Regions from separate parts of the Gossypium hirsutum genome. Here regions 2, 3 and 4 are each linked to region 1. Evidence: chromatin contacts called from public Hi-C data. All regions are on one chromosome and are shown on one strand. The core of a region is the stretch at or near the end of the contact, and the rest is flanking DNA. Distances in the headings are between cores, read along the strand shown.

The links. Hi-C and Micro-C count contacts between places; a contact is called where the count stands out from the background.
Region 2: a Hi-C map of leaf shows a contact between it and region 1, with 2.2 times the contacts expected there. The contact joins the promoter of LOC107948238 here to the promoter of LOC107955218 in region 1. A contact is called at or near these places in 2 of 34 Hi-C or Micro-C datasets (callus and leaf).
Region 3: a contact with region 1 is called in a Hi-C map of leaf, with 2.2 times the contacts expected there. The contact joins the promoter of LOC107947722 here to the promoter of LOC107955218 in region 1. A contact is called at or near these places in 4 of 34 Hi-C or Micro-C datasets (all in leaf).
Region 4: a Hi-C map of leaf shows a contact between it and region 1, with 4 times the contacts expected there. The contact joins the promoter of LOC121204974 here to the promoter of LOC107955218 in region 1. A contact is called at or near these places in 5 of 34 Hi-C or Micro-C datasets (callus and leaf).

Annotation. Positions count from the first base shown.
Region 1 is chrA08:89,819,428-89,825,766 of Gossypium_hirsutum_v2.1, reverse strand. LOC107955218 reads left to right here and starts at 3,449. Exons shown (of 15, transcript XM_041075906.1): 1 at 3,449-3,907; 2 at 4,553-4,603; 3 at 4,680-4,916; 4 at 5,321-5,419; 5 at 5,531-5,586; 6 at 5,855-5,966; 7 at 6,223-6,339. The coding sequence starts at 3,785.
Region 2 is chrA08:88,936,959-88,943,297 of Gossypium_hirsutum_v2.1, reverse strand. LOC107948238 (ribosome-binding factor PSRP1, chloroplastic) reads right to left here and starts at 2,833. Exons shown (of 6, transcript XM_016882718.2): 1 at 2,415-2,833; 2 at 1,971-2,070; 3 at 1,928-1,968; 4 at 1,552-1,839; 5 at 916-1,024; 6 at 463-828. The coding sequence starts at 2,714. The coding sequence ends at 698.
Region 3 is chrA08:89,065,359-89,071,697 of Gossypium_hirsutum_v2.1, reverse strand. LOC107947722 reads right to left here and starts at 2,637. Exons shown (of 15, transcript XM_041074532.1): 1 at 2,266-2,637; 2 at 1,903-1,987; 3 at 1,640-1,742; 4 at 1,463-1,547; 5 at 527-613. The coding sequence starts at 2,382.
Region 4 is chrA08:90,565,542-90,571,880 of Gossypium_hirsutum_v2.1, reverse strand. It overlaps LOC121204974 (reticulon-like protein B3), which reads left to right and starts at 3,291. Exons shown (of 5, transcript XM_041075900.1): 1 at 3,291-5,489; 2 at 5,994-6,174; 3 at 6,265-6,339. The coding sequence starts at 5,297.

The sequences.
Region 1 (6,339 bases), core at 2,200-4,699:
TCATAACTTACTCAATCACAACCTTACCAAGGGTTTGATCATATATCAAGCTCATTACGTATAAGTTTTACATACATACTTGTACCAACTCACAACATAACTGTATTCTTTCACAACTTTGACATTCCCGTTGAACGCTCAGAATATTAACGGATACTCGAAAATCTTGCACATAAGTGCCATATATGTAGCCATAGCTACCTCACATCTCATAATACATATAGGCTCGTTTTCGACCTATTCATGGGCTTGCTCACGCAAGCTGTCAGTTAGGACGTAGCTACATAGTGCTGTTTACACAAGCTGTTAGGTATCCGCAACATATGCCAGACTACCCAGCCACTGGTAGGATGTACGAGACCAGCACCCATATCACATAAACATATGGGTTCCTAGTGACATGTCACTCGCATCCTATTCTATTCCTAAGGCTTAACCAAGAATTTTCGCTTGTCGAAACTTTGTCGAATACGTCCAAAGAGTCAATCACAATTCATACAATATTAAATCATTTAAAACATAAATATAATAATGCATTATTTACATATGAACTTACCTCAGTACAAAATAGTAGAAATGGGGCCTAATCGTCAAACATTTTGTTTTTCCCCTGATCTAGGTTTGAACCTCGTTTTTCTTGATCTATAATAACAAATTTAACTCATTTAATACTCACATTATTCAATTCCATCCAAAAATCATATTATGGTAAAATTACATTTTTGCCCCTAATATTTTACATTTTTACAATTTAGTCTATAGGCTCGTAAAATGAAATGTATTCCATTTCTTCAAAACCCAACCCTAGCCGAACCATTTTCATAATCACACCAGCCCACATTTTTCATTTAATCACACTTCTACTACTCATTTTTGTAACTTTTATAAATAGGTCCTTTTTTACATTTTCATCAAAAATCACCTAGTAAATGTTGTTTATCTAACACCAAACATGCATTTTCTACTATTATACATCAAAATACGCAAATATCTAACATGGGTAAAATTTTAAAATTCATATTTCTTTCAAATTAGTCCTTGAATAAGCTAGATTAGGTTGTAAGGATCTCAAAAACATGAAAATCATTAAAAACAGGGCTAAAACGGACTTAAAATCGAGCTTGGCAGATGAACAAACCCTAGATATGTCTTCCTTAGGGATATTCAACCATGAGAGAAGAAGATGGACAAGATTTTGGCTTTTTTTTCTTTTTAATTCATTTAATTACCAAATGACTAAAATGCCCTTTTCTTAAAACATAGAATTTCTCTTACTTCATGTCCATTTTTGTCCACTAACTTAACAAATGGTCTAATTACCATTTAAGGACCTTCAATTTAAAATTTCATAGCAATTAGACACCTCTAGCTTTTAGAACTCAAGTTTTGCACTTTTTGCAATTTAGTCATTTTTGCTAAATTGAATGCTCAAACATCAAAATTTTCGAACAAAATTTTCACAAAATTATTCCAAAAAAATGTAGACCATAAAAATATAAGAAAGATAAATTTTTCTGTGTCGAATTTGTAGTCCTGAAACCACTGTTCTAGCTAGACCCAAAATCAGGATGTTACAGTCTTAACGAGACTTCTGATGTGGCAAGTTAACTAGCTGATGTGGCTAGTTAACTTACCACGTTAGATGTCCACAATGGAAACCCATTAAATTTAAGAATAAATTGAAAAAAAAAACCTAAAAACCCCCTTAATAATAGAGAAGAAGAAGAAGAAGAAGAAGAAGAAGAAGAAGAAGAAGAAGAAGAAGAAGAAGAAGAAGAAGAATATTCCGCGAGTAAACAATATTCCTTTGCGGAAGCCATTCAAATAGTGATTCAGCATCCGCCATCGACTCACACTTGGAAAACATTGTCAAAAGTCCATTACTCACAATTGTTTCTGATAAATATTACATCTTCACAACTTGAGCATGGAGCTGTTTTCCTTCTTCGGTAGTTGAAAGGATTCCACAAATTGCTAGCGTAAATGAGTATGTATAAGAGTTAAGCTTGTTACCCCAGCTTTCATAATTCATGAACAACCTAAAAGCTTCTTCAAATAATCCACAATTAGCATAACTAGAAATCAAACAATTACATAAAGCAACATCTAGATGAGGCATCTGATTAAATACCATAACTGCACTATCTATGTCTCCACATTTAGCTTACATATCAATAAGGTTGGTATTTACAAAACTCATCCCCATCAAGTCCAGTCTTTATAATCAAACCATGGTAAGTCCTTCCAAATTCTAAAAATCCTTCACCACCACAAAACTTTAGAATGCTAATCAAATGACTAATGTCCAAACCATTTCTAGCATAATCACCATTTTCCCCAATTCCAGTTTCGCGAAGATATGTTGACACCGATACTAGTTCTTTTAAGCATTCGAGCAAATACCTTGCATTCATTCTTTAATGAAACTTGTTCTTTTAATACGCATTTTGTTGGAAAGTTACATCTTTCAAGCAAGGTTTCATCTTCAACAGAACCAACAAAGGAAAAAGAATACTTTTTTTTTACAGTCACTTCTTCTTCTCTGTTATTCAGGGGTTTTTTAGGGTTTTTTTTTTCAATTTCTTCTTAAATTGGGTGGGTTTCCACTGTGGACATCCAACGTGGCAAATTAACTGGCCACATCAGCTAGTTAGCTTGCCACATCAGCTGTCACGTTAAGACACTAATGGAAATTGTTAATCAGTGACTATTTTGTCACTTTTTTATAACGTTAGTGACTGTTTTGTTATTTTTCAAAAGTTGAGTGATTGAAATGAAACCTAGGTAACTGTTTTGTTAGCTACCTCAAAGTTGAGTGACTGTTAATGTAATTTACCCTTTATTTTTTTCAAATTACCATTATAGCTTACTTTCTCATATAGTTTCAAATTTGCATATTATTTAAAAATTAAGAGAATTATCATTACCAATGATAGATAACAATAAGTAAAAATGAGTTATTTAAAAACTAATTAAAAATTAAACCCATAAAATTACATGCAATGTATGTAACATTAGAATTTAATTTAAGAAAAACCTTAATACAATGTCATTTTGTTTCTAAAAAATGGTATTTCTTTTTTTAACAACTCTATACACCTTTTGTTACTATTCTATAAAATATTATTTTTCATATTAAAAATTAATTTAAAAAGTTGTAATACAATATTTCTTTATAAAATTATAAATAATTTTCATTATTTTATGAAATAATATTTTAATTAATACACGCAAATAAACTCTTGCAATGTAAATTAGATACTCTTATAAAATGCGGTATAAAAACCATATTAGCAAAATTCATAGTGCATGAAGCAGTGTGACAAAAATATTGACTACTACTAGTACTGGTAGACCAGAAAAGTGCAGGACACGCGCGACCAGAAAGCGTGATGGGATCCTATTGTGGACGAAGTTGCACTATAAATGGCGGGAGCCTTACCCGGTCGAAAGTTCACACACCCAATCATCTCTCTCGCTCTCCGTTGCGTTAAAATCTCACTATTATTTATCGAACTAAACTAAAAATTTTCTCCAAAAACCCTCCAAATTCCAATCTTTAAATTAAAACCTAACTTCCCCCATTGTTCTCCATCTCTTTCTCTTTTATCATTTGCGATCTTTTCTTTTAATTTTATTCAGTTCTAGGGTTTGGTTTATTTATTTAATTGAAAATTGAAAAACCCTAGATTTTTTTTTTCTTTTCCATTTTTCTTTTTGGGTCTGCTTTTTGCAGATAGAGAGAAAGTGAGATAGTTGGTGTAGTGTCGGGCATTCTGATTCAATGGAGGCAGCGGCCGCTGTTGCCGCCGCACGGGGCGGTGCGCTCCCAATGTCGTCATCGTCGCGTAAGGAGTGGCGTGCCGTTTCCGACCATCACCTGGTTCGTAGCCATGGGGATGAAGTGGTAAATTTCATTTTTGATGAATATCTTCGCTTTTTGGCATTATTTGAGTTCTGAGAGAATGTTGGATTCAGAGCGAAAATTCCTTTTGTTTGGCTCCTATGAGCAAGTAAAAAACAGTTACCGGGTTTGATTTGGTTTTAACTTCTAGTGTTTGGGATTCTTCACATGTGTTAACCAAAAAAATTAGGGTTTATCTTTTTCTGTTCTCATTCTTTTCTTGCTCTCTTGGTTGTATACACTTCGAGTTTTCATTATTAAGTAACGCTATTATTTTTCACTTAGTGAGTTTATTAGTAATAGAATTTGGCTCGGACTTTTTGATGGAGTCATTTATGAACCAACTTCTGCTCAAAATTGTAGCATTTTGGCGCATTAATTAAAAAAAGGGGGTTACGTTGATGAAAAGATTGTCCCATTGTTGGTTGAAATAATTAGGGGTGTTAATTGGGTTTAATTCAAATGGTCTAAGTGTTTATATGATCCCAAGAGTTAAGTGTTTTGTGTTTAGTGCTGTAAGGAAATGTCCAGCTCTGAAGGGCAGAATTGAGCATCAAGTTATATTGGTTAAGTGGCGAAAGATAATTATTGCTATATTCGATAGACCATTGATGTTCATTGTATGTTTTCTTCTATTGTGACATGCAGGAAATGGACAGATCAAAGTTGGGACAGTCAGATGAGAGAACCATATATGAGGTAAGGTATTTTAATCTTAAAATTAAATTCTATTATGAGAATGGTGAGTAGTGAACATTGTTGAATGTCTATCAAGGTGCAGCACGGAAGAGAGCCTGCTGATGTTGACTTCTGCTCAATCACGGCTGATGAAAGTTTAGATGATGATGTATTACAACAGAGGATCCACAATATTACTAGACAAAGAGAGGAGCTATTGCAGATGGAGGTTGAACTCCGAGCACAGGCAATTGCAAGATCAAGGGTCCTGGAAATTCAGAGCAGCTGTGATGCAAAAATAACAGCCCATGTCAATGCTGTTGCCAAGCTTGAGGTTTGAATTTAGAATGTGATTCATAGTATGATTGTTCTGCAATTCAACTTTCAGAGAAAAAGAAGTTTTTGTTGCTTCTATGAATTAAAATTTGATCTTTATTTATGAACAAGATATGAAACAGAATTTCAGATTATAAACTTTAAGAAATAATGTCATCATGTTTCGACTGTGGAAGTCAGTAAAGACATATTCCTTTTTTCTTCCGGAGTTGTATCCTGGGCATATTGTTATTTATTTTGAAATTACATATTGAATGTCTTATGATTGACAGTTTGAGTGGTCTATAAAAAACCAATCAGATCCATTGGCGCTTGAAATTATTCCAAGCATGCTACAAGTAGGTTCTACAATATTGCTGTCCTGTGACCTTCAATCTATATTTTGGCTTTATGCTTGATTAGGAGCAACTCGATGAAAGAGAACAGACCATACATGAATTCGAAAGGAAAATGGAAGAGAAAGACAGAGAGTTGCATTCCATCAAAGTTGATAAAGAAGAGGTCCATCAATATGTTTATCCTGCTTTTGGATAAGCTTTATTTTTCTTTTAAACTAAAGTATGATGTTTAGAAAGTCATGTATAAATTAGCCCTACTTGGTTATCTTGGCAGGTCTGGGCAAAGGAAGATCTTCTCAGAGAGCAAAACAAGGAACTGGCTACTTTCAGGTCCATGTTTTATGGTTAAGGCCTTTTTATTTGCTGTAAACATAAACCTCTAAGGATTACCATTGATATTAATGCTTTGTTTATTTTTCCCTGAAATTTTCTAAACCTATCCAAGGGTTGAGTTAATATATTAGCTTAGCATCTGAATGGCATTCTCAAATAGTTTTCAGCTTCTTCTGTTGGTTACTGCTTTTAATACATTAGCCTTGCAGCTGTGTTTAAACCTTCTGAAACTTTTATGGGTTTCCTATTCTTTGTCTTTTGGCAGAAGAGAACGTGATCATTCAGAGGCTGAGAGAGCTCAACACATAAAACAGATACATGATCTTCAAGAGCATGTTCAAGAGAAAGAGAGGCAGCTTATTGACTTGCAGGAACAGGTCACTACTTTTACTTGATTTTAACCTTTTTCTATTTTTATTTCCTGAGATTAAGGTTGAATATTCTGTTAAACTATCCGTGGTGTGCTTCTGCAGGCTTTTGAAAATGGCATTTCTTACTTTCAGATGAACTAAATTTATGATAACAGAATTGTTTGTGTTGGAAATTTAAGCCAAGTAACAGTTTCAATTTACTATAATGCCGATTGATAGAAGACAGCAAGCTACATGTTCTAATAGTGGTCTTATTCTTCAGTATAGGGCTGCTCAAGAAGCCATTCTTTATAAGGATGAACAGTTGAGAGATGCCCAAACTTGGATTTCTCGTGTCCAGGAGATGGATGCTTTGCAGTCAAGTACAAACCACTCCTTA
Region 2 (6,339 bases), core at 1,584-4,083, 880 kb after region 1:
ATCATAAATTATCATATGATAAAATTATATTTTAACCTCTCAAAAATTTATAATTCAATTTTCCCCGCTTAAAATTTTTTTAAGGTTCACTCTTGCGTAAGTCTCCCATCCATAATCTTCCCATTCCTCAAAAAGCCGACAATTCTTACCAGAACAGTTGCCTCACTCCATGTACAAGGCCAATGCTGAGTTCGCATCTTGCATAAATATGGCAGTGCGACCCCAATCATCGATCTTCTTCATTTTAAGAAGAAGTCCATCTCCTTTGTAATTAGATGAAACTCGACCATAAGCTTGAAAACTACTTCACTTTATGCTTCACCTGTACTGAAAGGCAACCTGAAAACGTTACAGCGTAACAAAATCAAAGGTACCCTCACAATCTGCACAAGTCGAGCAAATGCACAGGCAGAAGGCATAACGATATCCAATTTATCAAACTGAGAAAAAAATTCGAGCAAATTAAGATGTAAGAGATGTTATATAGATTGCATGGTGATTGTACAAATATCATTATTCATGTATCCCCCATACTTCAGGCAATGATATTTTTAAACCCCACATGATCATCTTCGCTTAATCTTAAACCTTGTACTATGTCTCTCTACATGCCTAGACCTTCATCTATAGTGTTGCCATGAAAATCTACAGATGAACGGAACAGCTTGCAACTTTCTATCTCACAATCTCAGACAACCTATTCCACATAAGAGTGTTCTTTTGCAGATTCGACCACCAGCGGCTCTAATTTCTCAGCTTTACCATTTCCTTTAGGTATAATGAGTCCGTACCCTCCAGCTTTCCTTTTGTATATAATATTAATCTCACCTGTGCCGAGCACATAATATAATACTTTTCATTAGCTCATAACAGTTAAGGCTAAAGAAATGAACGAGGGCTTGGAAAACTTCATACCAGTTTCTTCATTACGGAAACCATAGAAGTCATGATCAACATTTTCCAGCTGTTCAACTGCTTCAGAGACAGTCAGTGGTGGCATCTCAAAGTATTTTGTCCGAACAATCTGAAACATTTGTAATGCAGGTGCGTTAATGGAGAGGAAAAGGAAAAAGAAAACAAGTGCCAGCATCAATTTTGAAGGGGCTGTATCAATTTGTTTGATCATCTTTCTCGACGCAAATTAAAGCAAGAAAATATGGACAAAAACTCATTCAGAATTTCTACTAATAACCATCATACAAGTTACAACGACACCTTTTGCAAAACTAACAAAAGATATCAAAATAAACAATAACACCCGCAAATTATTTCCTGTTGTTTTCTTTTTCCTCTATCCCAGATTGAATAAAAGTTGCATACCCAATTAGGAAACGAAAACCATAAATGCCAGTCGATGAACTCAAAAGAAGAAAAGTTTTAAAAGCCCCTTAATATAATGTCATGCAGCCGAGCATCTAAGTAGAATAAAGTTTTAAAAGCCCCTTAATATAATGACTTGCAGCCAAGCATCTAAGTAGAATATATGAAAAATATCTGCAAGAAAACTAATTCCATAAACAGATCAATAGGTTAAAAGTTGATGAAATAAACCTCATCTATAAAGCTATCATCCTCCTGTTCGGGAACCGCTGCTACATCATCATCTGCTACTACCTGCTCGGGAACGGCCTCTGCATCATCATCTACTACTACCGCCACCGGTTCTCTAACTTTTGATCTACTGAAGCCTTTCATGTGGCGGCCACGATCTGATTCTTTCTCCTTAATCTTCCTTAACTTTCTTTGTAGAATTGAGGACACCAAATCTATACTCCCATATACTGTCTCAGCATCTTCTTCTGCTCGAACTACTCCATGCTTCTTTGTAAACAAAGTCACCTTCAAACAAAAACCCATCAGAGCAAAAAGTAAGCTAAGTGTCTAAAATTCAAAATGCAAACATCAAATATCAGGATTGGGAAAGTACCTCACATCTTCGAATCCTGGGACCTTTCCCAAGTTCTCCCCACGAACAGACAACCTAACATCAACTTCTCTCACCAGATGGCTATGTTTCTGAACTGCCTTACCAACCTTCTCCTCAACATGCTGCTTAACTGTATCTGTTAACTGTATCCGATGAAAACAAGTTTATTACAGCAGAAAAAACCTTCTCTAAACTTTCCCATCATTGAAGTACAATTTCTACATGGGCCTTATAATAAAAATCAATTAAATCAAAACCCAAAGCAAATATAGATGCCAAACTAAGTGCTTCATTAATCATTATGATGTAGATGGTCTTTCACATGCTTCAAGTAAAAAAACTTGGGCTTCCAATAGGAAAAAGACGCATCATCAGTAAAACAATGAAGGGCTACAACTTAAACTAGGAAGAGAGAAATCTCATTGTTGAGTAAAAAAGCTTCTTTTTTAAAAAAAATAAAGTAAATGATTAGTAAGAGTAAATTTACTTCGAGACTTTTCCCTTGTATGATTAATTTGACGGAAGCGAGTGGACCGTCCCATGACATTCGAACTGTTAGTGAAGAGTTCCTGATTTTTCTTGGTTCCATCTCAACGCACTTGAAATAGTTCCCAATTGGGTTGAAGAAGCTGGATTTGTAAGAAGGTAATGAAGGGATTCGAGGTTTTGTGAGAGTGAACATAGAGACCGATGAAGAAGAGGATGAAGGACTTGAAAATGATGAGTCAGAGACAGAGAGTGGGTGGTGGAAGCTTGTTTGAGAGGAAGCTAACAGAGTCGTCGCCATTTCGACAAGGAGAGCAGGGTTTTGGATGGATTGAATGAAAATGGAAGAAAATACAAGAATCTGGCATTAGGCAAATACAAGGGGGGAGGGGGGAATTATGCCGTCTGGCTTATGGATAAGGACACGTGAGATGGCATGGACTAGATATTTATAAGGTGTAATCAACAAAATTCACAAAAATAATATCACATATATATTTTTTAAATTTTCATCTTTTTTAATATTTAAAAAGTATTACATAAGTTGCAGGATTCGTGTCTGTAAATATACATTTGAAAGTTGATTTGTTTTTATAAATAAATAGCTCAAATTTTCAGATTGATTCATGTCATCCTTTTGCACTTGTAAATTTTATTTAATTCTTAGTAATTTTGTTTTTTTTAATTTAAACCATAAAGAATTTCTCACATTTTTATAATATATAATCCATATTAATTTTTCAAAATATATTAAATATGAACTGGAAGAACATTTCCAATAATTATTTGCCTTGACATAAATACATAAATTAAGGATAAAGGTGGGATGGATAATGTAAATGGGACCATTAATTGAGTTAGACGGGTGTTTCCTTGTCTTTTTAGATACATCTCTCATCTTTTTCCTTGTCCGGCAACAAGCTTGTTAAATTTGTGTGAAAGCAATATAATATTGTATGATTAAGATAATTTACAATTTTATATCCATTATACACACAAATAAAATTTAAGGTAAACTATTAAAATATTACTTTTGTTTATTTTAGATTATATTTTAGTTATGTATGTTTGAAATATTATGTTCTAGTCACTTTCGTTAACGTGTTGTCACATTTTAATCATTGGGTCGTTAATTGCCATTAACGACGTAACATTAAGTTGACGTGGCATGTTAAATTATTATTTTAAAAAAAAATTTAGATTAAATTATACAATTGATCCCCATATTTTCTCGTTTCAAACAATTTAATTTTTTTCTTTTATATTTTTTAATTTTTTTATTTATTTTCCATTTCCTTCTACTTCTTCCGCTATTTTTCTCCCTTCTACATCTCTTTTAACGTAGCTTTTCTATGTTTCCCATTTATAAAAATGAACGGGGTATACTAATAAAAATGGTGTATATCATGTTAAATAATGTGTGGACATTGCATGAAAGTGTAAAAAGCACAAGAAATTGTCATAAAAGGGGTAGTCCATAATGCAACATACAAATAGAGTAGTTATGACTTGTGTTCGTCTTATGCGGGTTCCTAATAGGGAATAATGTCTGCCAATGAACGGGGTATACTAATAAAAATGGTGTATATCATGTTAAATAATGTGTGGACATTGCATGAAAGTGTAAAAAGCACAAGAAATTGTCATAAAAGGGGTAGTCCATAATGCAACATACAAATAGAGTAGTTATGACTTGTGTTCGTCTTATGCGGGTTCCTAATAGGGAATAATGTCTGCCAATGGGCGAGGTCTGCTTGCGGAAGTATCCGTCAGCATACTTTAGAAATAGGAAATTGAGTTTGCCAAATGTGGCATGTCATTTAATTAGTCTATGTCATAGCCTCACGTGTCAGTTGAATTTTATTGTAAGGATATGCTATCGTGGAATTCATTAAGTTCTTATTAACTTGTTTAGTTTTCTTCTTCTTATTTTCATGCTTTTAGATTGGATGAGTTGTTGAAAGGATTCAGCCAGATCTAAGGCCTATTTTGTGAGCCATCTATTGTTTTGTTTGTAACATGAAATCGCTGGGGAATAGGATAATTGTTAGTGTCCGGCAGTTTAAATCTAAAGAGTTGTATTTGACATGTTGATTTTTATTTCTAGATTCTTATGAGCAGTCTTGTTAGGTTTCACGCCAAACCATTTTGAATGATGTTGATTAGCCAGCAGTGAATTTTAAACTTTGCATAAGTGCTATCTCATTTTGCGTTTTATACCAACCTGCCAACATTTATAAGGTGTCCGCCAAATGGTGTTTAACCATAGTCTGGTTATAAGCAGAGTATTATTGTTTTTAAAGTGTTTTAAAAAATTATCATATATTATTCGATATTTTGGGGTTATCGCCCATTGCATGAATTTTTTGCCGAGCTAAAGTATTCAATTGTCAAATAATTTTGTTAGACCAGTCGGTTTTTAGTTGTGACGCTCCATACCCGAATCCGACGATCAAGTCAGGTATAGAGTGTTACAAAGTAAAACTTGATATTCATTAAAAGTTTAAGATTTACTTTTAAATATGTAGTTTGTCGTGTAGAGCGGAAAGGAAAAAAAGGATTTTAAATATTTAAAGACATAATCTAGGAATTTAGATTTTTCTTTCCTTCTAAAACAATTTTTTTTTCAAAGATAAAAATTAAAAAAAATATATTTTTTTGTTGATTTGACCATGATATTATAAATGTCATCTTCCTCATATTCACATTTAAAAATTTAAGATATTTTGACATAAAACACAATTAAGGATACTACTTTAAATCAATTTTAAAAATGAAAGATTGAGAGTGTTTATTTTTCATATTGTTAAGATGAAATGAAAACATTAATTCATTTTTCTTGAGGACAATAATTTATTTCAAATGACATTCACGAAATTGATCTTGAAGGAGTATTCAGATATATTCTTGTTTATTCCTAACAATTTTTTTGTTTAGTTATTCCTAATAAATTTGATATACATTTCTCCCTTTTGCAACAAAACATTTAATAGTTACTAAAACAAGATCAATCTTTTTGTATCTATTATATAAAAGTAAGAAACATTGGTATTGTAGCTAGGCTGTGTAATCTGCCTACCTTAGCTGCTATATATATGCACATACAATATCGAAGGGCCTGCGGGGAGGCTAGAGAGGAAGGAGAAAAACAAAAAGAGAGAGAGATTAAATAAATAAAAAATGCGTTTTCCTTTCTTTCAATTTTTTAAAAGATCAAATTATAATATTTAAATAATTTATTTGGGTAATCCAATTTAGAGAAAAATACATTTTATTAATTTACATATTTAAATGGATGATTTGTGAATTGATTTAAGATTTAAATCCTCCCAATTTTTAAGTATAAATTAAAATAATTAATTTTAATTTAATTTAAAAGGATGCATTCAAAAAGGTTCAACCAGCATGTCCATTTAAAATTTATAAATTGTATTACTTAAAAAAAATTATAAATTGTAACTGATTTACTTGCCATTTTTTTGTTTATTTTTAAGATAGATAGTAATCATATCTTACCAAAAAATAAATTCCTTATTTTAAATGATATATTTAAAATAGTTGGTGACACCATTGATTTAAAATTCATATTCAATCTTGAATAATTATAATACATTTAATTTTTCATAATTAACAAAAAAATTAAATAATTATAATTTAACAATTTATTTTAAATTATGCATGTTTGTTTTAGGATCTATGTTTAGGATTCGTGACTTCACTTTCTCCCAACAATACATTTTCTCCTTATGAGTGCTATATGTCTTACCATTGTTGTAACACCCCTAACCCTCTCCGTTGTCGAATTAGAGTCACGAGCATTACTAACGACTCAAACAATTAATTCAATCATAATCAACATATAAACTAACTAATAACATTATAACATGCAGGGGTAGGTCACGACAATCTAATTCTTTCATGCTAGA
Region 3 (6,339 bases), core at 1,388-3,887, 750 kb after region 1:
CTACATGATAGTACTTAAGGTTTCCTTAGCCTATGCTAAAGATCATACAAGCTCAAAGAGAATCTGTTCTCAAAAGAGAGATTTGAACTAGAGAGAGTTAAGGAAGCAAATAAACTTTTTATTATGGCCTTCCCTACCTTGAAGGTCTTGACAAGTGGCTGGGCGAACTATCATTGGAGGCAAACATTTGAGTGGCTCAACCTCAACAATGCTTTTCGTGTTTGTCAACACAAGAGGTTGTCAAGAGCCTAGATTATGATATCTAAAAGTTAAGCATGAATCCTAACCATATGTTCAATATACCATTACATAACCACTATAAAGGGTTACAAGTATGATCCTAGGGGGATCAACTATCTCTTTGAAATGCATGTTTAATTTCTGCTGCGTTTATTAGATTTTACATGTCTTATTTGGCATGAGGATGAATCCATCGTAAAAATAATATAAAAGACTTCAAATGAGTAAACCTAACGACATAGAAAGCTAATGCAAACTTGGTTCATTAATAGATGAAAGGACTTACATTAGAAATTTCTGAGGGAGGAATATCAGGATCCTCGAAACTAATACTTGCAAGATAATCATAAAGCCTATCAGTTAAATCCAAAACCTACAGAAGATTTTAACAAGAGCGGGTCATTAACAATAATTGCATTTAAGCAACAAGACAAAAAGTTATGGTCTAACATGTTCCTCCGTTTTCATCAATTATACAGAGTTAATCTCCACCATATAATATATACTTTGGTTCTACAAGACTATATTTCATCAATCATTCTAATTTTGTTATGGTACTCACCAATTTTCAAATGAACTACTCAAGCATTTGAGTACCCATGTTTTCAAGGGTGTAAGGCAGTGTAGCCATTATATCGCCTCAAGCACAAAGCATTGAAAAGGCGCTTGCCTGAGTGAAGTAAAGTGCAATATGTATATTTATGTTTTCGTGTGTGTAAGCATGTGTGAATATATATAAAGCTTAAGATGTACAGTAAATCTATGGTGTGGTCTAGTTACCTACAAATCCTGCAATTTTTGTATTGATTTAATATGCATGATTTCCTTATGGTCAAGGTTTGTTGTTGAATGCTCAAACATTGATAAGTATAAAGTTTGATATTATCCGTTTCTTACTAATGAAGGTATATCCAATGAAAAAAGTGAAAAAAATATATATATATTAAAGAGAACTTCAATCAGGCGGAACCCTTTTATGCCTATTGCCTTTCAAAAAGTGCACTTAAGGCACCAAGTGTGTGCCTCAAATGAGGCTCACCCAAATGGGTCTGAGGTGCTTTTTGTTGTATAATGCTAAGGCGCAAGGCATAGGGGAGCCTAGGTGCATGCCTTGACAGTGCTGCTGAGTCCCTACTTCACTTCAGTGACCTCAAATATTTCATTGTAACTACAACTTGCTGTAATGAGACCAAAAAGTTTATCCTGCCCCCTAAGTACGTACCTCTACCCATTCAGCACAAAAATCACAAAAGGGAGGACGATAGAGCTTTACACGCCCTTCTGTGGTGCAAACAGCCAGAAAGCACCTGTTGCATTTTATTGAAGCAAATTTGCATAAGTACAGATATGAAGTGCAGAAATTGAGGGAATAATGTAATGACATCTTTCAGACTCTTACCCAGAGTTGGGAGCCATTCCAAGATTAGACCATGAAACTGATCGAACAGAAGGACGAGGATCCCGATTTAAAGTGGTGGGTAACAAACAGCCAGATGCTAGATCTGAGGAGACAAATTATACCTAAATGGTCAAATGCAACCCAATTTTGTCGAAAACAATGATTAAACTTCTTCAACCCGTTGAGGTTTATCAAACTAATAAATTTGAGGCAACTGAAGCACATTGTGGTCAGAACTCTAGAAACATGCAATAGAGACGCACCTTCTCTTTTTACCGCCCCAATGGGATAAGGTTCACTCCTGTTTATACTGATCAGGCCTCGAGGTCCAAAGGGCAATGCCGGATTCTGATAAGATAATTAATTGACATTTTTTTGAGAAAAAAAAAAAGCGCCTACGATCAGTTTCAATGCTTAGCAACAAAACAGTGTTCCTGCAGCACACATCAAACAGTATACACAAGACATTTTTCTTTTTACTTTTTGTTTCGTTTCCTCCTTTAAATATAGTATTCTCGTCAACAAAACACAGCATAAAAGAAAAGGATGGCACCCAGCCACCCACTAGGCTTTTAGAAAAGACGAGGTTTTGAAAGCAAAAGTCATTGTAGCTAGCAAAAACTTACCAGAATGGTGACCAAGTGACCGGATGCCACGGCAATTAGGTTCTCGTCGGACCAGGCGATGGAGTTAGGATACGATGGTGAGTCCACCAATGTTACCGCCTGGAAACGAGAAGCCATTGGTATGGTCTGTTAAGAGAACAAAGGGCACTATTGTGGAAAAGGGGAACAAGCTTTTTGTTTACTCTTTTTCGTTGAGAAAAGAGGAGAAATTAGATAGTTAAAAGACGAAAATAGTAGCTTGTTTTATTGAATGTGGAAAACGGGAATGGAAAATTTGGAGGGAAATTAGAGCAGAGCTTGAAAGTTATGCGGTTTTATAAACAAGTTGCAGAGCGTAAGTGACAAAGCGAAAACCCTAGTTCGAGTCGTACTGTCGTTGGAAGAGGTTTATAAGTTGGGAGATTTTTTAGTTCGGTAATAAAGGAAAGGTGTAAGATCCGGAGTCTGTAATTGGGCCGGGTTGGATTGGTCAGGTTCGCTGCTCTTCTTCAACTTAAAAGCAAGTTAAATGGACTTTTCGCTAACTCCCACTGGCCTGGCTATAGATTCTTGGACCCAATTTCGGATTTGATAAGGATCCGGGTCGGGTCCGCTCCGCTCTCTATTATTATCGTGAGCTAAATTAGCTTTCCAGGAGCTAATTGAATAAACATGTTTATTTTTTATAATTAAAAATAAATATTATATACTTTCAAAAAGATAAAATATATAATATACAGCCTTTAATATAAATAATATGTTATCTATAATCTATTATATATTATATATAAATATAAAAGGACGAGTTTTAAAAAAAAATTTGAAATCACTATAATATCTTTTATTATTGATTGTATTACTAAATTAAAATTAGAATAATAATTTATTAGCATATTACTAATTATTATGTGATAATATTGAAAGTAATATTAGTTAACTTTTTAATTCATGGAATATAATTAGATAAATTAAAAACAATAAAATCATTTAGATAAATGATATATACATATTATATATATGGGTAATTATTTGATACACACGTGGTGAAAAGTTTTTATTTTACAAGCAAGTTGAGATTTTATCACGTGCCGTATTTTTATTATTTTTTAAATGGGTAATTATTCTGTCCACTACCGGTGAAGTTAAGAAAAAAAAACTCCACAAACGGGTCTAAGATAATGTCAAGTGTCTTTTTTAATTATTTAATTATTATTTTATTATACCCTAAAAACAAATGGCATCAATCAAGACCCATTTGTGGAGTTTTTTTTATTACTCCACAGGCGATGTATAGGATAATTATCCTCTTTAAATACAACTTGTGGAGTTAAAATTTTAGAATTTGAATCTATATTAAATTATACTTATTACTTAATTAGGTTATTGTTATATATAAATTAAAACTAAGACTTAATACTATAAATGGATGCATTAACAAAAAAAATTCATTCAAGTAGCATTTAGAGACAAAAAAATGGTATTATTTGATAGTTTTTATTTGTAATAGTGGAATACATAGCCTAATAAAAGGTAAAAGGTATCTTCTCATCGATATTACATGATAGATGAAAAGTAACGTGATCATTGTTCATTTGTCTTAAAGATAAGTGATTTAATTACTATTTATTAATAATCAATTTTTTCATGAAGGAAGATGTAATGGTTATCATGAGATAAAATAAAATCATATTAGGTGAATGAATTTAACCCAAAGAGATAAATATATCTTATGAGGGTGATACACTTAAGGTCATTGAACAAACAAAAGTTGTTTTCGTAATGATATATAATAAGAGAGAGTTCAATCATGGTACTTTATTGGAATAACTCTAAGATTAAGAATGTTGTAATTAATAGACGAATAGTTAGAATTTAATTACAAATTATTTGTGTCCTAATTATATATGTTCAATCAACCCCTTTGCTATCTTGTCATAACCCAAAAGGGATTGCATGTAGAATCAATACTATGAAATCAATAAAAACAATGATTAAGAGAAATAAATCACATGCATCACTATCAACATTAACAGTGAATGCATTTTCTCACAAAGTACAAAAAAATACTTGGAAATTAAATTAATTTCTTTGTATTATTATTTAGATGATTGGAATTAAATAATTGAAATTCGAAATGGAAATTAAATTAATTAGTTACTGCAGTTTTATTGAATAGTACAGTTGGACATATTTTCTCATAGATCCTAATATGGCAAAGTTATCATGACTTTAATGAAGTTAAAATTTGGTTGAGAAAAATGGTTAATTAATTAATATTTGCGAAATAGAAAAAATGGTTATTGGTTTGGTTAAACTATATGAGTTGGTTAAAAGTTTAGATAACACATATAATTGAATCCGATACACAAGATGGGCTCGAGAGCCCATCCCATGGTATGAGGTGTGGCAAACCCTAGTCCCTATTAGGGTGTGTCCCCGCCCCTCTTATTCCCTATAAAGAAATATTTTATTTTTTCTATTAAAATATTATATTTAATTACCCTTTGTTCATGTAAAACTTTTTTAACTTTTTCCTATAAAAAATGAACTACAAGATAAGAAAAATATGAATAATGGTATTTTATTTAGAGAATAAATTCTATTTTCTTGAGAGTTCAAATTTTGGTTTCCCTTAGAGAATTAATTTTCCCACTGAAAATTAATTAAAGTTTTCATTTTGTGCAACCGGTTCATGAAATTAAAACCCATACTATAAGTAAGTCAGAGTTTAAGGGTAACGAAGAAGATCGTTTGTAGAAAGCTAGGAATGACTTAGATCATCTCACTCAAAGCACAGGTACTAATTTGGTCTAAGGTTTATTACTATAAATACCACATGGCTCAGTTTTAGAAAAAAATTAAACTTTCGTTGTGTAACAAAGACTATTTTCTAAATTAATTTTTCCAATAATATCAACAAAACAACCACAATAAGTTTTAAAGAAGACCTAAAGAATATCCAAGAGGCATTCAAAACAAATCTAAAACATCCCAAAATACTTATCAACCAAGCATCAACAAAATACACTAAAAACATCCAAGAAGTTTAGCTAAAAAATCAACCCATGACCAATTCAATCAAGAACAATAGCATCAATCATCCAAACGAGGTGGTGGGGAAGGAGGGTAACATGGCAAAGAAGCCTCATTTGCTCCTCCAACCCCTTAAATTGAGAGCCTACTTGCTTAAAAAAGTAATCAAAACACTAGGTAAGAGAGTGAACACAATTCTATACTCCATTAATAGTAGTGAGAAGCACCAATATGTAAGGAAAGAGTAAAGGAGCTAATGTAGAGGCAACTGTGACATCCTTGTGCTCCTCTGAAGCTTGTAGCTCGCCACCTTTTTGTTTGGGTTCTCTTTGTTGATTCATATCAAGTCTTTTGACTTGATATTTGACCCATTTCCTATTAAATTTTTTTGTATATAACCACAATTATGAACCATCTTAAGACTAATAAAAGTACTAACAGCGTTACACCCAGTTTTCCTTAAGTTCGAAATTTAAAAATAATTGAGGGTTAAATTGAGAAAAATCGTAAGTTGGCAGTTCTATAGAAAAATCAAGAAAATTTAAAGGCTGATTTGGGCATAGTTGAGTTCAACTCTGGTTCGGTTGGATTAGAACCAATTGGTTCCTTAGTGGGAGAAAAAATGATTATCAATGGATGATTTTTATATAATTGATTATCAATAGCTGAGAAGGAATGCCCGGGGTGAATTCTTTTAAATTTTATTCTATTTTATTCTCTTCTTCATCTTTTTTTTTGGTTGCTTATAGAACGACAAAGATGTGCAAGTGTACACAGTTGTTGACAAGTAATAAAGTGATAAGTATCGAGTATAGTCTCCACAGAGACTGTTAAGCAATTCTTTGTGAAAAATTTAAACTTAAATAAATTAGTGATGGAAAAATAATATGGTTTAAAAATGTAGTGTAAACAAATAAGAATGGATTACTAATTTAATTAACTACTAATTGCCTGTAACATCCCGAATTAGGATCTAGTCGGAACAGTAGTTTTGAGACCATAAACCTGAAGTAGAAATAATTATTTTGTAATTATTTGATGATCCATGATATAAATGCATGT
Region 4 (6,339 bases), core at 2,042-4,541, 750 kb before region 1:
AATATAACCCCTTTATAAATATCTAACCTTCCTTGCAAGTTTCAAACTGATACCAATCCAAAACAAATCTTTCAACCATTACATTTGCACACTAAATATACCTAAATTATGCCTATAACTTTGACTTAACCATATAATCAAATTACATTCATAAAATCATATAAAATTTTACTAACTAGCTTTATTCATTTTTCTTCCCAAGTTTAATACCAAACTTACCAAATTTGTCAAACCATTTCATTTAACTTAGTACCAAAACACCAAATATCATTTATTACAACAAAAATAATAAAATATTTTAAAGTGACCATTACAACACCTATGTACATGCCACTTTCATTTAAGGAAGAAAACATCACCAAAATTTTTGTGCTAGAGTTAGGATCGTTCGGATGCTGGACCGGGATTCTGGAATCCTATTGACCTGCGCACGAAAACAACCGTACACTGAGTACTTCATACTCAGTGGTATTACTATAATTCAAATAATAATAATAATGGAATATAATTATCAAGCATATAACTACCCAATTTTTCAAATATCAATTCATTCTTAAACTTTCATTAATTAACAATAACAATATAATTTTTTTAGCTATTCTTCAATTTCATTCACATATCATATGTCTCAATTTCAATCACTACATGAACATTTAGTTCATGCCTTTCATTTCCAATCTCAATTTCAATCCACAATTCAACTTTCTCACATTTTCAATAGTATAATCAATCAAATTTATTTAATTTTTCCCATTTTGGTTATTCACCTTATTAACAAACCTGGACTTTGACGGATACATGGATTCCAACCCAAACACACCAGTACGGCATATTGTGCCTAAGACGGTACATAGTACCTGATTAGTATACGACACATAAGTGCCTGAAATGACACACGAGGTGCCTGATATACGACACATAAAGTGCCTGATCGGCAAAGCCGATAAATCCCGTACTCTTCCAAATCCTATGGCATGCTAACTATATCCGACTTAGCCCAACTAGTTCATAGGGTATTCCAATTCTCAATTAAGTTTTCACTTTCATACCAAATTTAAGATCACTATTTAGTTTCAATTTCACATTCAAATCAATATACAATTCAATTATACATACAAATTCACCATCCAATCCAATTCCCATTGAACTCAAATATTAATACTTACCTTATACTCATTTATTAAATATAAAATTTATATAAAACATTTAATAAAAAGTAATTTGAATTATAGTAATACAAACCTGGATTTGTTTGATTACTCCTCGATAACTTTTCCCTTTTCTTTCGATGCCGATGCTTCGGGTTCTTTGCTAGCAATTAAAGCTTTAAGCTCCCAAACCCTAGTTTCTCCTTTTATTTTCTTTCTTTCTTTTCTTTCCTCTGTTTCGAAATGCTTCTGTTGTTCTTTCTTTCTTTTGTTTTCTTTATTTATTTCATTTATTTTATTCTTTTACTTTATTAACTTAATAATAATAATTATTATAATAAATATTTTATTTAATAACAAATATATATATTAAAATTGGATGCACATATATTTTACACTTGCCTATTATCATCACCATCCAATTGTCCTTATTCTATTTATTTTATATAATTTAATATTTTAATATAATAAAATTCTTTTTACTTAAATAAAAAATAATTAAATAAATATATTACAAATGTCTAAATATATGCATTATTCTTATATAATTTAATCACCATACATTTGTCTTTATTTTAATTTATTTTTAATAATAATAATAATAATCATAATTTAGTAATATAAATTGTAATTTGATAGAATAATAATAATGATAAATAATAAATATCTATTTACTTAAATAAAAAGTAATTAAATAAATATCTTACAAATGTATGCATACTATTATTACATTTGTATATTTTTATCATCATACACTTGGCTTTAATTTAATTTAATTCATAATATGATATTTATAATTAATTAATTTAATAATATATTTTATAATTAAATTATATATATTTACATGATTAAAATCTAAAAATATCTTAGATTTTTAACATGCTTGCCGCCTCAACTTATGCTAAATGGCTTATTTGTCATTTTAGCCCTTTTTACTTTCTATTAATCTATAATTCAACTTTTACCCTTTATTCAATTTAGTCCTTTTTCCTAATTTCTCTTAATTAGGCTAAATTCACTTAATTAAAGCATATTTAAACACACAACTGGCCTAAAAAATATTCCTAATAAATATTTGCGAACCCATTTTGCTAAGACGGAGGCCTGATAATGTACTTTTTCGATGCTCGTGAATTTTGGGTCATTACATGACAAACTGTTTTGGATCACATGACCATGTGCTAGGCTATGTGAATACTACAACTTAAAACAATAAATACACACGGCTGTGTGACGGCCTATGTCTCTGGCAGTGTGCACCATTTTTTACTCTTAAAACAAGCAATTTCATGCACCATTCCTTGCACAACAAGACATGCCATATCTAGATCATTTCCTAGGTTCAAAAACACATTCAAATCATCAATTACATGCCAAAATTTCATTCATCCTATATTTAACCAATATATCCTTCAAAGGCACCATGATCAAAGGTTATTCCTTCAAACAACCAAGCTAAGAAGAACACATAACATTAACCACCTATTCATGATCAAACCATCAACCAAAATGGCCAAAGCATAGACATACTAAAAAATTACCATTCCAAAGTGTTAACATCTATCTCTTCACTATTAAGAATCAACCCAACCAAAAACATTTCAACTTCATAAGCCCAATCCAAAGATACAAAAAAGATGAAAAAAGATGAAAACTAGATATGCATAAACAAGTTAACTAGTCTATAAAAGAGAAACATCAATGCCTCTGAAATTATGAGGGTAATCAGTATTGGGAATTTACATATTTTTGTTTCCATTTCCTCTCCTTTTGAAGATGAAGGATGGCCCATCACTTATCCATTTTCTTGAGGTAAACAACAATTGTTCCTTTTCAAGTTTAAGGCTTAATCATATCCCATTTCTAGCTCCTTTACTTTTTTTTTTCTTCTTTTTTATTGCTTCTCCTTTTCAGGTTTATTGGGCTTTTTAAACCAGTTTCTCCCAAAGCCCAATCCAAATGTTAGTACATTGCCCCAGGCCCTAGCAATCTGGGTTGTTTTTAAGTTCTAAAATTCTCCTTATTTCTTTTAAGTATAAAAATATTCTTGGCCCTGCTTGCTGCTTTATTTGCCAATAACTGGGCCACAGTGGCATTTCTCACAACTACTAGACGCGCGCTGCAGAACTTAATTTTTAATTTTTCCAAGTGTAAGCAGATAAGGCATATTCGTTGAAGTTTGGAATGTTCTCTTTTTACAACCAAAGCAATATGCCATTGGCTTCTATGATAGCAGTGTGCCCTTATTTCGATTGTAGACTGCAGACCATAGCATTTGAAGCTCAAGTCCGTATTTTGTTGATTGAAAGCGTGCAAGCTGATATCATGAAGCCACTTAGAGGAGGCTATATATTTTCTTTCTGGATTGCTTTTTTTTTTAATCTTTACAGCACCAAATGAGGTACGTATTCCTACCCCTACTCTACTTTTGTCCAGCAATTGGTGTTTTTTTTTTCTTTATTCGTATTGTAGGGTCATCCAATACTTTATACTTCTTTTTCTCTGTATTATAAAACCTAAAGATGGAAGAAAAGGAAGTCTATGGGTGAAGAAAAGGGTAGCCTTTATATGTTTAACTGCCTACCGCAACACAACTTGTGAAGAGATGTTGATAATTTGAACTTGTGAAGAAAAGGGAATATGTCTTGGTTTGGTTGGGGTTTTGCCATTTTGGAAGCTGAGGGTGAGGGATAGCATTAGCAAAGCCCTTCATATTCCTAACAAGCCTTGAAAGGTTGCCCTCTATGACTAGAGGATGGTCATTATGGTTAATTCATGACAAAACAGTTCCCTCGATGAGCTGATTTATGACTATGCTAGTCAATGAGACATACATGTTTACTGGTTAGCTCCTGGATCTGTGGGGTTCAAATCTTAGATTTGTTGAATGCCGGTTCTTAACCGTGATTGAATGAATTGGTCACATAGGAACGGAACTGGATGTAGGGTCATCAACATCTGTCAACATAAGTAATAATCTTCCCATCCTGAAGACATTTCAATCTTCAAAAGGGTTATATGACAGAATTTGCTGTTTGTTTTTGAATTTGTGATGCTTTTTATGGCTACATCTTTCACGGATTTGTTGGGATATTCTTATTTGTTCCTCTTGTGGCCCTACGAGGAAACTCCCTTTGTGGCTGTCAGATAATTGTCTTAACCACTAACAAGAAGTCCCAAAAATTTACAATGCATGCTTCCACAGCCTAAATTCCTCTAGTTGCAAATCGAGCTTCAAATTTCACCCACATTTTGTCAGATGTATGCATTATCAGATTACAAGTGTGAGTAGTAATAAATGATAAGGAATAAGACACATGTCCTGCACCTTCTTTTAAAACATGTAAATATATATTCAATATCATGTTAATTAAACTTTTCTTATTTTTATACTCGAGAAGGCGGTATTAGTTGTATTTGTATATTGATGAACCTTTTCCTAGAAACATCTTTCTAGATTATGTCTATTTATTTTATTTTTCTTTGTTAAATCTAGAAGAGACACATCACACATTGAAAAGGGACTCATAATTTTCAAGTTAGACTTCCTTTAGTATTGACCACAAATCAATCATTTAATTATAAGCGGGTCCCTTCAATGAGGTCTACAAAAAAATTCAAATATTTTATTTTTGTCTACAAATTCATCATGTCTTTTAATATTTTTATTAATATCATTCTTCTAATTTCCCAATTAAAATAATAAAACTAATTTAATATAATAATTAAGGACTTACGCCATTACCTCCAACATCAAGAAATATAAACAAATCTGACGGTTTATAAAATTCCACGTTTTAGTCATGAATGTCCCCATCAAGATCTAACGCCCGTTAACCTCGAATCTGTAAAACCTACTGTATGATCATTTTACATACGCCTGCTCCACATCGGGTTCCGGTTTTACTCCAAACTTACAGCTTCGGAAATCCAAACCTATGAACAGTCCAGATCAAAACCGCAACATTAAGCGGTCTAGATTAAATCTAATTTGTAGACCATCTATTTAGCCTCAAAAGGAATTGGAGTTTAAAAAAGTAGAACAGAATAGCACAAGTAGAAGTAGAACACTGTAATTTCCGTTTCTCGAGTTTCCTTTTCGATCTTCAAACTCTTAGTTAGGCTTATAGAAATACTGTGGGAAAATAATGTCTGATCACGAAGACAAGCACGAGGAATCGTTGTTGGAGAAGATATCAGAGAAGAACAAAGGCCATGATTTATCTTCCTCCTCCTCGGATTCCGATGACGACAAGCCATCAGAATCCTCCATGAAGGCCAAAGTCTTTCGTCTGTTTGGAAGAGAAAGGCCCGTTCACGACGTTTTCGGTGGAGGCAAACGTATGTTACAAAACCCTTTTCTTCATTTCTTAAATTTGTTCACTTCGTTTTTTAGCTTCTTATAAGCCTGGGTTTTTTTTTTGAAGTTTCGGTTTTCGTTTTGCATCCGTGAATCCGTTTTCAAAAAAAAAAAATTGTTGGTGATCGTAAAGAGTTATTTTCTTGCTCATTTAGATGGAGGTTTTGATTAACTGATGTTGTTCGAGTTGAATTAAGGTTTTTGATCTGTTGGTATCTGATTGACTATAGAAGAAAGTAAATTTTTGGATCTTTAATCGATTTGATGTGAATTGTTGTACTGAAGTTTACTTTTTTTGCTTTATGAGAAGGAACAATGTCTGAGATTATCTTATTTCATCAATAATTTTGTAGTTAGTTGATTATCAATAATATTCCCTGATAACAATTTGATAACTTTTAATTGATTGTCATCAGTAACTACTACCTTCTGGCTGGCAATAATTGTTTATAATGCATACTTATAATTGGGTGTATGTGTAATAGAGGCTGATATTTTCCTGTGGAGGAACAAAAAGATTTCGGCAGGAACACTAGGTGTTGCAACTGTGATATGGGTTTTGTTTGAATTGCTCGAATACCACCTTCTCACACTAGTCTGTCACTTGTTGATACTTGCTCTTGCATTACTCTTCTTGTGGTCAAATGCTGCTACTTTCATCCACAAGTAAGCTCTTGAATTTTTTCTTTAATTTAGTGACTGTATTTGTATACTGGTTTCTCATTGCTTGAGATGATGTTAAATTGTTTTGAATAGGTCTCCACCTCGCATCCCTGAAGTTCAAATACCCAAGGACCCAGTTTTAGAGTTTGCCCAAGCGCTTAGGTTTGA